Regions from separate parts of the Zea mays genome. Here all the other regions are linked to region 1. A link is a contact called in public Hi-C data. All regions are on one chromosome and are shown on one strand. Each heading gives the region's core, a stretch centred on a gene start, on an enhancer-like site or on the middle of the called end of the contact. The rest is flanking DNA. Distances are from core to core; before and after follow the strand shown.

The links. A called contact is a pair of places that touch in the nucleus more often than the background predicts.
Region 2: a contact with region 1 is called in a Hi-C map of tassel, with 3 times the contacts expected there. The contact joins the promoter of LOC100274440 here to the promoter of LOC100279797 in region 1. A contact is called at or near these places in 4 of 25 Hi-C or Micro-C datasets (ear, endosperm, leaf and 1 more).
Region 3: a Hi-C map of ear shows a contact between it and region 1, with 7 times the contacts expected there. The contact joins the enhancer-like site here to the promoter of LOC100279797 in region 1. A contact is called at or near these places in 5 of 25 Hi-C or Micro-C datasets (bundle sheath, ear, endosperm and 2 more).

What each region holds. Positions count from the first base shown.
Region 1 is chr6:35,937,505-35,942,025 of Zm-B73-REFERENCE-NAM-5.0, forward strand. It overlaps LOC100279797 (bifunctional bis(5'-adenosyl)-triphosphatase/adenylylsulfatase FHIT), which reads left to right and starts at 2,648. Exons shown (of 4, transcript XM_008650356.3): 1 at 2,648-2,915; 2 at 4,068-4,214; 3 at 4,499-4,521. The coding sequence starts at 2,673.
Region 2 is chr6:35,701,927-35,706,447 of Zm-B73-REFERENCE-NAM-5.0, forward strand. LOC100274440 reads right to left here and starts at 2,748. Exons shown (of 5, transcript NM_001148799.1): 1 at 2,213-2,748; 2 at 1,547-1,837; 3 at 247-462; 4 at 1-81. The coding sequence starts at 2,287.
Region 3 is chr6:35,753,911-35,758,431 of Zm-B73-REFERENCE-NAM-5.0, forward strand. It overlaps the pseudogene LOC109940340. Among protein-coding and RNA genes, the nearest start is that of LOC100274440, 51 kb to the left of the region's middle. Within about 2 kb of position 2,416, at least 17 of the 20 cell types and tissues checked have an H3K27ac peak or open chromatin away from gene starts, as enhancers often do. A contact at or near this core is called in bundle sheath, ear, endosperm and 2 more, where this site is marked.

The sequences.
Region 1 (4,521 bases), core at 1,398-3,897:
TTGGGGTCGGGCGAGGCCGAGACCGTCTTCCAGAGGTGAGGTCGAGTCCGAGCCCCAGGGTTGGGCGAGGCGGAGACCGTCTTCCGGAGTCGAGGTTGAGTCCGAGCCCGGGGGTCGGGCGAGGCGAAGATCGTCTTTCGGAGTAGAGGTTGAGTCCGAGCCCTGGGGTCGGGCGAGGCGGAGATTCCTATGGCACCCGAGGCTGGACTTGGCTGCTGTCAGCCTCACCCTGGCGGGTGGCACAGCAGTCGGAGCGGCGCAGGAGGCGCTGCTTTCCTGTCAGGTCAGTCAGTGGAGGGGCGAAGTGACTGCGGTCACTTCGGCCTTGTCGACTGGAGAGCACGCGTCAGGATAAGGTGTCAGGCGATCCTTGCATTAAATGCTCCTGCGATCCGGTCGGCTGGCGAGGCGATCTGGCCAAGGTTGCTTCTCCGCGAAGCCTACCCGAGCTGGCCCTCGGGCGAGTCGAAGGTGCGCCCGTTGCTTGAGGAGACCCTCGGGCGAGGCGTGAATCTGCCTTGGTCTACTGTTCTTTCCCGAGGCTGGGCTCGAGTGAGGCGAGATAGTGTCCCTTGAGTGGACAGGGCCTTTACCGGATTTGCGCCCATCAGGCCTTTGCAGTTTTGTGCTGATAGGGGTTACCAGCTGAGATTAGGAGTCTTGGGGGTACCCCTAATTATGGTCCCCGACAGTTACTAAAGAAAAAAATCTTTAGAACCGGTTCCTAGCTACATTTGGTACTGAAGCTACAACCTTTAAAACTAGTTACTTGATAGAACCGGTTACTTGATATATCCGTTGCTAAAGGTATAATCTTTAGAACCGGTTCTTATTAGAACCGTTACTGAAGGTCCTCTTCAGGAACGATTCTTTTACAGGAACCGATAGTCAGGGGCGGATCCAGAATTTTTCTATAACCCAGACCAAATCTACTAAATTTGCTTCTCTTCATTTTATCTTAAGTATTTTATACCGTATTAAATAGAGACTTATATAGAGTTATATGGATCAAGTCCCGGGCCACGGACCGGGTGGCCCGGGGTGTAGATCCGTCCCTACCAGTACTAAAGATGGTACCTTTAGTACAGATCTGACCAGAAACCGATTCTAAATTACTACATGTTGTACCGGTGTTTGCAACCGACACTAAAATTATGGGCTTTAGTCTTGGATATTGAGTGGCCGGTAGAAATCTGGTGATGTAGCCGGTTAGAATGCACATTCCGCACTAGTGGATCCATCAAGATCAACCAGATCGGCACATGCATGGCGCGTGCAGGTGGGCCCAACCATGCATAGAAATTGGCGTTGCTGGCATGCATCCAGTACCAGTTCATTCAGACATGCATTTCATTCCCCGGAATGCTTGGAGACCTGTCTGTTCTCCATCCGGGGACAGTCGGGCCATGGAATACCGTCAGCAGAAGTGTCAACAGCGGTCAGTGTCCGATCCTTTCGTGGCTGCATCTTTCTTCCAGCCTTTGACTCCCTGCTAGAGAACAAAGCACGGGGGCGCCGGGGGGTTTTTTTTCTGCATGGGATCAAAGCGCGTCTGAAACCGGAGAAATGAGCCGCTAGCACATTCACATGCACTGCTTTAAAGCTGGATTCAGTTCAGTCTTGCACATTCACATGCATGGGTCAGTCAATCAGTCAGTCCCTGTCCTTGATCAACTTCTCTTTGTTACAAGGAATAAAGCTCATGCGGTTTCAGACTCTCGTCAGCCGCGAAAGATCCTCTAGCGTAATTCCAAGAAGCATCTCTTTATTCTAGGTTCCATTTCCCGTATGTACGAATTTTTGGCTTAATTAAAAAAATCCTTTCGTTATGTCTCGTCCACTATCGGGTTACATCTTAAGCACCACCCTTCAGCTGGATCGGTGCAGAGTGAATGGTAATGGCCCGTTAATGATGAGAGGCTAAGGTTCAACGATTTTCTCGACCGGAACCAAGTTACGATCTCTTAATATAATGTCGGGAGGACGATCTTTCCCTCCCGGCTGAGTTTAGACTCTCTTGATTGGGCTTTGGCTTTGGAAAAGCATCGCATAATGTCTACATGTCAATAGTTGGATTACCAGCGGCAGGGACATGCTAATGAGCTGTTCTTTTTTTTTTTTCTTGCTGCCAGATCTAAATCTAATCAGTGGGTCGTCAGTTAGTCCCTGCATTCTCACTGGCATGGCCAATGCCATGCATGTGTTGCGCTGTTGACGTGTGCGCTAAACCCTTTTCAGAACTCTCTGGGTGGGCATGAATGGTAAAGTGAGCTCAATCATACGGTTTTCTAGAACTAGAATCTTTTTATATACATATACAAATTGATTGCTTGACCTCTGGCAGTGACTTGTTAGAACTACTACGGCTACGTACGTGAGATTTGGCAATGGATCTTATAAAGATTCGTGATGGGCCTCATATGCTAATCTGGATGTGGAACTCCGGACTGTTGTATTTATGGGCCGGGAAGTGTTTTTGTTTATGGGCTTGCATGGTTCGAGTTTTGTAGGCGAAACATTCTGGAAACAGTACTATGATACTGTAACAAAAAAAGGAAAATTCATATTGGCTCCGTAAGCTCAAACTGGGCCTCCAAAACGCGGCCCAGCCGCATGAAAGCCCATATCTGTACACCCTGTCATTGCCGGCTCCGTCGGCCGTCTTCCCGAGGATGCTGCGGCTGCGCTGGCGTGCCGTCCTCCCCCCACTCCCACTCCCTCCGCTGCCTGGCTTGCTTCGCCGCCTGCCTCCGCACCGGCGCGCCCTCTCGTCCTCTTCCGGCTCTATCCCGCTTCCACCGCCGGTGATGGAGGCTTCCTACAAGTTTGGGCCCTACAAAATCGACGCCAGGGAGGTCTTCCACGCCACGCCCCTCTCCTACGCCATGGTGAATCTCCGCCCGCTGCTCCCGGGTGGGTAACACACACACACACACACCCTTGTTCCCTCCCTTTCCAGTTCGCCTTCCATGATCCATGCTTGCTTCGTTACTGTAGACGCAACCACTCCCGAACTCACTGCACCATAGCATTTTTTTAGCTTGGGAGTGGGAGTTGCTGGAACTGGGAGACTAGTCATCGCGACAAAAAAAAAAAGCTTTCTCGGAAACGTGGTTGATGGAAATTAGATTCATCTAACGTTGGGTCCCAGAATGCTAAAATAAAACTTTGTATTCAGAATCATGCGCTGCTCGTAACAAATTCGGCAAGACAACAGTGTACCGCCACACCCATTGCTCCCGTAGGGATTGTTCCAATAGGCAAGGATCACAGGCATTGCCCTTCTGGGTTGGCTGGTAATCCCAACCCAGTTCCTGCAATCTCGTCGTACTTAATATAATCCCTCCCTATAGAACAACAGTCCCATTCAAGATTTTCTCCTGATGAAACCTGAGACTACTCACAAGTGCTTCCTGTAGACATTGCATTTAAGCTTTGCATATCTCTAAACCACCGCATCGCATTGTTTTTTTTTTCTAATAGACATTGCATCTGACAATGCGAACCTTTTCTTATGCAGGTCATATCCTTTGATTTCAGCGAACCTAGAGCTGTAATTTCTTTGAAGCTAGTTTTGCAGTTTTTACCACTGTTGTGCCTGCGCAACCATTTTCTTCTGCAGGCCACTGTCTATTGATTGCTCACTGCAGTATAGTTCATGAAACTTTACTTACCTTTGTGTTGGTTCTCTTCTTTTTAGACCTGGTTATCTTGTCTGTCTAGGGGGGATCAAGTTTGCTTTAGGTACTCATTTAGTGAGGGTTCTGTTTTGTTGAGCCACTGACTTCACTTCATATTTGGTTCATCTTTCCATGGAGACCATCAACAATTCTATGACATGATTATTTCTTTTTCACATCATGCAACAGTTCCACTTCCAGAATGATTGTATGCCTGCAACTCAAGTTGACTTTATGAATCAATTTCTACTGTGTTGTCATTCGGGGCAAAGCTGTCATAACTCATAGACCCACCCGGATATATTTATTTGACTCGAAGTTTGATACATCATGTGTTTAGGAAACTGTGTTCTTCTATATGCACCGGTTTTTCCTTGACAATACCTACATGTTCTTGTGTGCCCCAAGCGTGAAGTGAAAAGATTCGCCGATCTAAGTTCTGATGAGATTAGTGACTTATGGGTTACTGCAAAGGAAGTTGGTGCACGTCTTGAGCAGTACCACAAAGCATCTTCACTTACCTTTGCTATCCAGGTGTGGTCCGTGCTTCAGTTTCGCTGTTGTAGCCAGCACATCCTTTCATTACACAATACTAGATTTATACAGTATATAAAGTGTCCAATTCGGGTGTGTAAAACGTAAAGATGATGAACATTGTGGAAAATATCATATATGTCTATAGTATGCCATACAAGCTATGCTATGCTAACTCTAACTATTCACACATTTGATTAGCTTTTTATGGAGTTATCTTTGTTATATTACATTCTATGATGATGCCATGAAGTTTATTATTAACAAGTGGTATTACTTATCAGGATGGTCCTCAAGCTGGCCAAAC
Region 2 (4,521 bases), core at 1,498-3,997, 240 kb before region 1:
TATCGCTGCCTCTTGCCTGCTTATTAGGCTTGCCTCGATTTGCTCCTTGGATTGAGTGCTGTCGTCCCAGTTCTCACCCATCTGACATAGCGTTATTCACAAACAGAATATGTTTATTTCTCTCAATGATATTTTATAATTATCTCAAGGCATAAAGCAAAGAAGACAACAAAACTAATGATATTACTAGAACAACACAAGCTCCTGAAACTTTTTTACTGCAAAACTTTGAGAAGGTTTGCTTACTCTGAAATTCTCCAGTTCCTGTTTAAGTAGGAGCTGGCGTTGGAGGGCCTGGTTCTCCTCGGACATCTTTGCTCTCCTAGATCGTATTTGTGACTGCACCCGCGATAGAGTTTGCATACAGCGCAGAGTGCTTGCAGATTGACGCTTAACTGAATTACCCTCAACCAATGACTTCAATCGTACAAGGCCTCGTAGTGCTCTTAGTGCCCTCCTTGCCTACATTATCACAATGACCAAACACTCTCAGTATAACCTAAAAGTAAATATATTTTCTTTTCATTTTATTTGTGAAGCATAAAAACTAAAAAGTAAGATCCTGCTTTGCTATGAACAAGTCAAATTTCCATGAAATCATATTTCCCAAGGAACATAATTTAAAGTTCACTAATTGCTATCTCAAGGATAGTTCAATAGCTGGACAGACAGGCTATCAGTATCAAAATATAAATGAAAAGAACAGCAAAATGAGTGATGAAAGGTTGTTGCCACCAACCGCCAGTTGTTCAAAGAATTATTTTTCAAACACTTTGCAAGAATGATTCGTAGGCCCTCTGGGCAAGTGCGCACTGACAAATAATAGGACAAACCTAAAAAGTAAGCAACTAGTTGAAGGAGAGGAGTTAAACTAGAAATTAACCGTTCCTCCAGGATCATCTGAAGCAAGAAAAATTACTTTTTTAGCCATACATTCCCATTAAGCCCACGGAGTAGTTACAATGAAAGTATGGCATGTAAATAGCTAAACTTATTCGGCCAACAAGTATAACTCCACATCACAGTAACAGCAATTGGCCAACTAACACTTGCAAGGTTGGCGAGCTACCGACACCTAAAAGTCTGATCATGAAAAGAGAAAATCTGCAGGGTAGCCACCAATGGACATTTGCTTGCATGCTCAGTCATGTCGGTGTGGAAACGAAACCAGGAAAGCAAAACAAACCTCCTCCTAACCCCCAAATATCGAAGACCTAATCAGCAGCTTCCAGAAACAAACACTTCCATGTGCTATGTAACGCGGGCATCCATATAAACCAATTTCCAACTGTCACATTTGTTCTTATCTAAGCGTCTAAGGGGAAAACCGAGATAATTGGATTTTTGCCACTCACAATGTTGTCTTCGTGTTATAATTAACACTGTGTCTATGAATCGTGGGTCCAGCTGGGTCTATGAAATGTGGGCCTGATGGCAATTTTACAAACCTGTTTCTTGCTGATGGCAAATATCAAAATCTCTCGGGGAAAACCAGGTGCAAATGGCACCGAGCAGGTGAATTCGGACAAAAGTGATTTCACATTACCAGGTAACCTCGGAAGGCGGTCTGGATCTTGATTGCGGCGAGCTCTTCGGTTGGCGCACCAGGTGGCAGCACCGACGCCTGTGCTGGGGCAGCAGCAGCAGCAGGGGCCTCCTCCAGGGTGACATGCTTGCTCTGCTCCTGCTCGGCTTCGGGGACCCTGACCTCGTCGGTCTGGCGAGGAACTGGAGGAGGAGCCGGAGGGGGTGGCACCGAAACATTGACTTCCAGGGAGGTAGATGGGGTCAGATCTACCGGTGCTGGGTTGCTAGCTGCTGATTTCCTCCTTAGCCTCTGTCAATTCCAAGGGCAAAGTTTTGGGTTGTGATCAGAATTCAGTCCGAACTTTAGTGACAAAAACAAACGCAAGAAAAAAAAAGGCCGCGCTTTGATCGATCACGGATCTGCAAGGTAGTCGTAAAGGGGGGAGCAAGTGCCGTCTTGACAACAATGCAGAATGCAAAACCCAAAAATTCACCAGTACGACGACGGCTGAGAAGTATAGAAAAAGGGTGAACAAGGTGCGGTTTTTTTTTACCCAGGAACACCTGACTGGATTCTTCGGAATTGGGAGAGGGGAAACCACGAAAATCCGATCAGATCCACCCACAAATCCAAAACGAAGCCCGCAAAACGCAAGAGAATCCCAAGGGGGCGGGCAAGCATCACCTCCTCTTTCTTCTCCTTGGATTCGGGGCTGAAGACCTTCTTGACGGCGCCGAACCACTTGCCCTTCTTCCCCATGGGTCCACGCCACGCTCCTCGGAACAGTCACCCTGGCTCGGCACCTGGAGAGGAGGACTGAACAAGTCACGAACCAGACCACCTATCAGTATCTGCCAGGCCCACGACGAGACGACGGGTGTCAACTTTATCGGAAGAAGGAACGCCCGCCCAAATCTTGGTGCGGAAGCAAAGGGGAGGGGAGGAAGGGCGGGCTAGCCGTTTCGGTTGTGCGCAGGCAGAGGCAGGCGAGAGGAAGGCATCGTCAGCGGCGTGGTGGTGGCAGGACAGGAGAGCTGAGCTCCGCGGCAGCCCGCAATGCAATCATGTCGCGTGGGAGGCCGCGGGAGGTGGGGAGGAGCGAGGACGGCAGGAGGAGCAGGCACCAGACCGAGGCCAACGATTTTTTGGCTGGAGCTTAGCAGGCCTGACAGGGACGCAGTGCAGGAGGCCGGGAGCTTTGGATTTCCGGAGGGCAACAGCTGCGTGGGAGCAGTCGCGGAGGGAGGGAGAAGCGCAGGAGGGAAGCGTGTGTGTACCTTTGGTTAGTGTTGCGATGCGCCGCTGCTCCTCCGCGGCTCAGCCTCCTCTCTCGCGGTGATGTGTGAGAGTTTTTTAGGGGGAGGGAAGCTGGGAGTGGGACTTTGGACAGCTGGGGACACAGCGGATCGAGGGGAAGGAGATGATATTGGGACTAGGATGATAATGGAGAATTTATTGTTGGAGAATAGTCTTCATTCTCGTTCTTACTATCAAATTTTTTTTTACGAGTATTCTTACGAACGTTTTGCGTGAATATTTCATTTTTATCCTCATTCTCCGCAGGATAAATATCTGACGGGATCCTCATTCTCGCTTAAATTATAACTAGGACACACATTATTTGTTATTAATATAAAATATTATCACTTATACAAATTGTCATATGTAAAAAATTATTGTGTGCACATTAAAATAAACACATTTGTATAATAAATGATCTCTTGATAAAATAATTATTTATTTTTATCATTAACCAGTACACGAAAACGGGGATGGAGAATGCTTCCACGATCCGTTCCGGTTTACCCATCGGGGGAGGGTTTTCCCCATTTACATCCCTGAGGGGGAAGAAATTTCCCCATCCCTATCCTCTAATGGAGAAATTCCTCGCGGAGAATCGGAGATCGGGTCCCCATTGTCATCTCTAAGTAGAATCTCTCTATTAATCCTGAATGGTATCTGCCAAGGTTTTAAATATCTGATTATAGCGGCTGATAATATGCCGATATGGCCTTTTTAGCGGTGCAAAAGTTATGTTATTTATCATGATATATGGTACTATTTCTCGATATATCTTGATAGTTCCAATTTTGAGAAGCGTAGGGATAAATCTCTTAGACTAACTCCAACAGACTCCATCTTCGCATCCGTATTTTGCGTGACAAGCAGGCTCCGCATAAACATGGTCGTCCAATAGGCTCTGTATCCGCATCCCCATCCCTCTCAATGAAAGTTGGGTCCCACGCTTGACTGTTTTTGAATGCCCTCTTGTGCAGAGAAGAGATAGACACTGTAGGAATACCAGGTGGAAGACAACACGCCTATTTTGCATGGTGGTTTACGGAGTCTGCTGGAGGGCAGAATAGTGGCTTCGGACGTGCAAAATGCGGATGCATAGTGGAGTATGGGGCGTTGCTAGAGTTGGTCTTATCCCGCTATTTAAAACACTGGTAACTACATGAGGCTGAGCCCGACTTTCTTGTCAATGTGCATTCAAGACATACTTAGCTACTTAGGTTTATTAGTCTATCTCTACCGGCTTACCCATCCGCCCATCTCTATACCATTTCAAACTCTACTATGTAAATAGTACAATATATAATACAAAACAATATTTTGGATAACCATATAGGAAGGGCGACGGAGCCATTAGTTTTTTTAACTAATTATCATAGAAATGATAATAAAACCTTCTAAGAGCCCCTAATCTAATTTGGTCCCGTAATCTTATATCATGTCTTCAACTCTATACAGGTGAACTCAGGTGAACTGGTGAAGACAATTGTCGGGGACCATAATTAGGGGTACCCTCAAGACGCCTAATTCTCAGCTGGTAACCCCCATCAGCATAAAGCTGCAAAGGCCTGATGGGCACGATTAAGTCAGGGATCAGTCCACACGAGTGACTCGATCGCGCTTCACCCGAGCCTAGCCTCGGCCGAAGGCAGCCGACCTCGAGAGACTTCCGTCTCGCCCGAGGCCCCCCTTTTTAT
Region 3 (4,521 bases), core at 1,166-3,665, 180 kb before region 1:
TGAAATCATGGGCTTCGCTCCAGTGGACCACGACTTATTGCTTCATTCGAGCTAAAAGAACAACTGAATTTGTTCTTATTCGAGTGCACAAACAGACTGTCTTCTGTTCTGGATTCAGTTTATGTGGTGTCGAACTGAAAATTCAGTTTCAGTGCACAAACAAACTGAAGTTAAAACCGAAGACAGAAACTGCGAGAGCACAACAACCCAATTTTAGTTCAGACTGAATGAAACAGACTGAAACCAGCAACACACATACACTTTCAGTTATGGACAACCACAAACACATTTTCATAAGCACATGCTGAAGTTCACACAGGCAGATCAACTTTCTAGAAGTGTTCTATATTTCCACAATTTCATCTTACAGCATGTCCTTTAGCTCTTGAACACACCATCACTTATATGTAAAAGTCATCCAATACCAGGGGAAGGTTTCCAGTGTCCCTATCTTTCAATGTTTAATTATCTATGTTTCAGTGTTTGAGTACAGAGAACTTGACCCTTGTAGTGATCTATGAGCAAGTTCAGTTAAATTTATGCTGAAAGGAAGTCCAAGATTAATTGTAGTATTCTATGATCTCTGAAAGGAAAGAACATAACATTTCAGTGTTTGAGTACATAGAACTTATTCTGTTAAATTGCATGCTTTATTGTAGTCCGGTCAGAATTATGGTCAAATGACATTTTGGTGTTTTCCTAAGTATGTCCATGCCCTGTATTATCTTGTTATGCTATGATTCTGGCTGGGCGAATAAGATTGAACATCTCATTATGGTAATACTATGGGTGATTGAAGGTAATAAGTTATAATGGTGTATGATTTCAGGTACTCAAGATGTCAGGTAAAAGTATTAATGTAGACCAAAGATTAGCACTTGATGTAGACAAGTTGACCACTGACCTTGCTGGCCTAGCTACCGGAATGTTAAAACTGCTAGTCGACATCAACCTAAGCTGGTTTTATTGAGTTTTATTAGCTGGTCGTGTATGATGCAACAAAACTGACAAAATATTCTTGCCTGAATTCTTATTAGTGAAACTCTGCATCTTGTGGTATGGTGTGTTTTTCTGGGATTAGGATGGTTCAGTTTTAATGTTGACAAAATAATGATTAGATCAGTCTAGGCTATACATGTATCCCATTGTACAAATCTAAACGTTGTAGCATCCTATGATGACGAGATAGTCATGGGCGGCACCAACACATGTAAGCGTTGCTGTATCTTATAAAAATCTGTTGCAGTTTACCAACACTTATTTATATGACTTACCAACGTATGTATAAGCGTTGCAGTAGCCCCTAGCAACGGCAGTATAGGCAACACATAATTATGTGTTGGTATAGACCCTATCAACGCTTATATAGGCTTGTACCAACACATATATGCATTGCTAAAGGGGGGGGGGGTCATTTTGTAGTGTTAGTACCGCCAGCACTCCATCTATAGCTATCAATCGAGACCTCCCCGACCTAAGTAGATCGATTGATTTTCAGAGTAAGAGAGTTGGTGGTACATGTACCTTAGCTACCATAGAACGATGGGGCGCGATGTAGAACGGATAACGCCTCCCTACACAGAACGGCACCCGTGCTTAGCCGTTCGACTACAACCTCCTCATCGCCGGTGCCACAACGAGGGGGCCCATGGTCGCAGCCACCGACCACCATGTCTCCGCATCCTTGTCCGACCTTGACGTGTCATGGCAAGCAGTCGGACGCCAGCACTAGACTGACGACACGGGTCTCTGAAGAGCCCGCCACCTCGGGAGATCCAAGCCCTGCTGCTGCTGGTAACCATTTTTGCTGCGCTGACGCGGAGAGCAAAAGGCTAGAAATTTATAGCGACGATAGTCGTGGCAGGCACGCTATCGGAGGTTGCGGCGTGGCGGGTCACTTGACGCGGAGTTCACGGGACCTATCCTCGCATCGCTCGCCATAGAGTTTGTGGGGACTTATCCTCACGACATGCTCCGAGGTTGCGACAGCGGGCGGAGGAAGGCGTGTGGCGTGCGGAGGCGGTTTCTGCGTGTGGCGTGTGGCGTGCGGGAGTTCGTTTTAGAGATGCAGGGAAGCACGACAACGTACGACGATAACTGGAGGGGGACAACACGCGAAAACCAGGGCGCACGAAACTCTCCTATTATAGTAGTAGAAAAGAGATTATAGGAGTGCGGGTTGATTAAAAAAGTGTAGATTTTTTGTTTGAAAAATATTAATGCAGAACGATCGTTGAAATTAGTGCTTTAATAGAGTAGAGACAGAAATATACAGTGTAAAAAAGATATTTTAAGAGAGACGTGTTTATATTTTCTTTGGTTCTGGAAACAAGACGAGGGAGAAGAGGGCAGGCCGGGAGTGCTGGGCTTCTCGGTCCAGCCTGGACTGGATCGGGTTGGGACCTTTTGGGGGAGGACGCTAACAGGCCCCCAAAAAGACTCTCAAAGGCAGGCCATCTATTGTAAGTTTGTAACGACAATAACAATGGGCCGCCACCGCCTCACACAAACACAACAGGACCAGGCTAAAGAATCACAAAATGAATCTGAATAAAACACTATCACAGCACAGGCAGCTCATCACCATTCATGGCGCCCCAAAACTTGATGACCAAAAAACTGAGAGAAAGAAAAATGGGACCCAAAGGAAGAAGAATGAAACGCAATCTTGCATACACGGCCTACTGATGAATCAACCTTCTTCCCTTTCCTTTTGCTATCGCCCACCGCATTTACATCGACTCCACCGGTCCAGTCCTCCCCTTCCCCGTCCGGCCAGGAGGCTGCGACGCCTCACATCCGGCTGCCATCTACTGTTACGAGCTGGGCATGTCGCTGTACTGCCACACCATGACCTGGGAGCAGCCGGAGGGGATTCCCCTCAGCTTAGCTTAGCTCGGTCTTCCAGCACCACTTCCTGCACGAACTTGATGGAGTCCTGCGACCACACATCAGTTACAGCCTACCATAGTTAGCCGGGAGCACAAGTCTCCATCAATCAACTAACTAACATTCTCAGAAGGCAGGGGGTACGACTGACCTGTGAAGTGTCCGGCAACGACGCCGGCCGCCCCCACCGCTCGGGATCCCATAGAATGGAGCTGTTGAACGCGAAGCCCGAGACGCCGATCGTCGTCGTGCGGGCTCGCGTACCGGCAGCGGCAGGATCCAGGTCGGCTTCCCGCCTGTCGTATGCCACCGAACGGGTGGTGCCGTCGTCGTCCAAGTCCCTCGAGAACCAGCCGACGACCTCCGAGGCGCTGCACAGCGGACCTTCCACTGTCACCTTCTTCTCGCCCGCCGACACCGTCGCCACGGGCCATGCGCCGAACGCCCTGCGCCTCTGGAACGTTAGACAGAAACCTCCACGTCGGAGATGGAACGAATTGAATTCGACAGGAGCTATGCAGCGTGCAATGAAACATGTGCGGTGTGGTGTAGCTATGCCTGCCTGTGATGATCTCGGGTATTTATCTCATCTTAAAGGTATGTTCGGTTACATCAATCCAAACGAGATTTAAACCCCTCCAATCCCCCTCTGGATTGGTGCAACTGAAGAAGCCCTGGTCAGAAACCCCTGCCAGTTACTAGTGGTTTAGCAGTACCGCTGTACTGAACCAAGGTGTGATTCCCTCTCTCTCTCTTATGAACGCAGGTACTCGTCGATGTTAATTAGAAGAGGTACCACCATCGGAAAAGTGAACGCAAAATGTAAGCCAGATGTTTCAGGGCTACGTGTTTTCTAGTTGGCCACAAAAAAGTTTCGGAATTGACGCTGAGTAAGATTGTTTTAAGTGTGTATCTTTCAAAAATGTAGATCGCTTTGTATCCATAAGCATCTAATTAATCTTCTAATAGCATCGCATCTGCTAACAGTGTTTCGGGTGGATAAGGGAAGGTCACGTATTAGGACCGAGTGCAGAATATATAAAATAGCAAAATTTTCATATATCATATATAGAGAGAGATAAACAACAAGCTCTATGGGTTCAGCTGATCTAAATCACAGGTGTGCTGTGTACACGAGTATAGGAAAACTACGCCGAAGGACTATTTTTGGAGCTAAAATATCGGAGGAGTTGGAGGGACTAAAATCCTCTTTTTATTTAAATTCCCTCACAACCCTCCGGTTTGTGGCTCCCAAAATAACCCTCATGGGTTGGAGGAAGCAGTTAATGGGGGATAGGAGGATTAGGACCTTCTCCGTTTCAGTTCAGTCAGTTTCAGTGGCCATGGCATAACGGTCACTACTATGTTTTCCCTACCTGCTATCTATTGTAGCAATCCCCCCCCCCCCCCCCCCCCCCCAGCATATTTGCTTCCTCGTTTTAATAGTAACAGCATCTCGGGAGTCAATTCAAGGATGTCATCTCCTTGCTTACTTTTTAGTAGTCTGCTATAGCTGTTTCAGCAGGGAAAAGTTATGCGCTATAGTCTCATTTAGCCCGCTATGTTCCGCTGTTATTTACGCTTTTGAGAAACACGCCGCTAAACTCCTTAACCCGCTATTTAAAACCATGC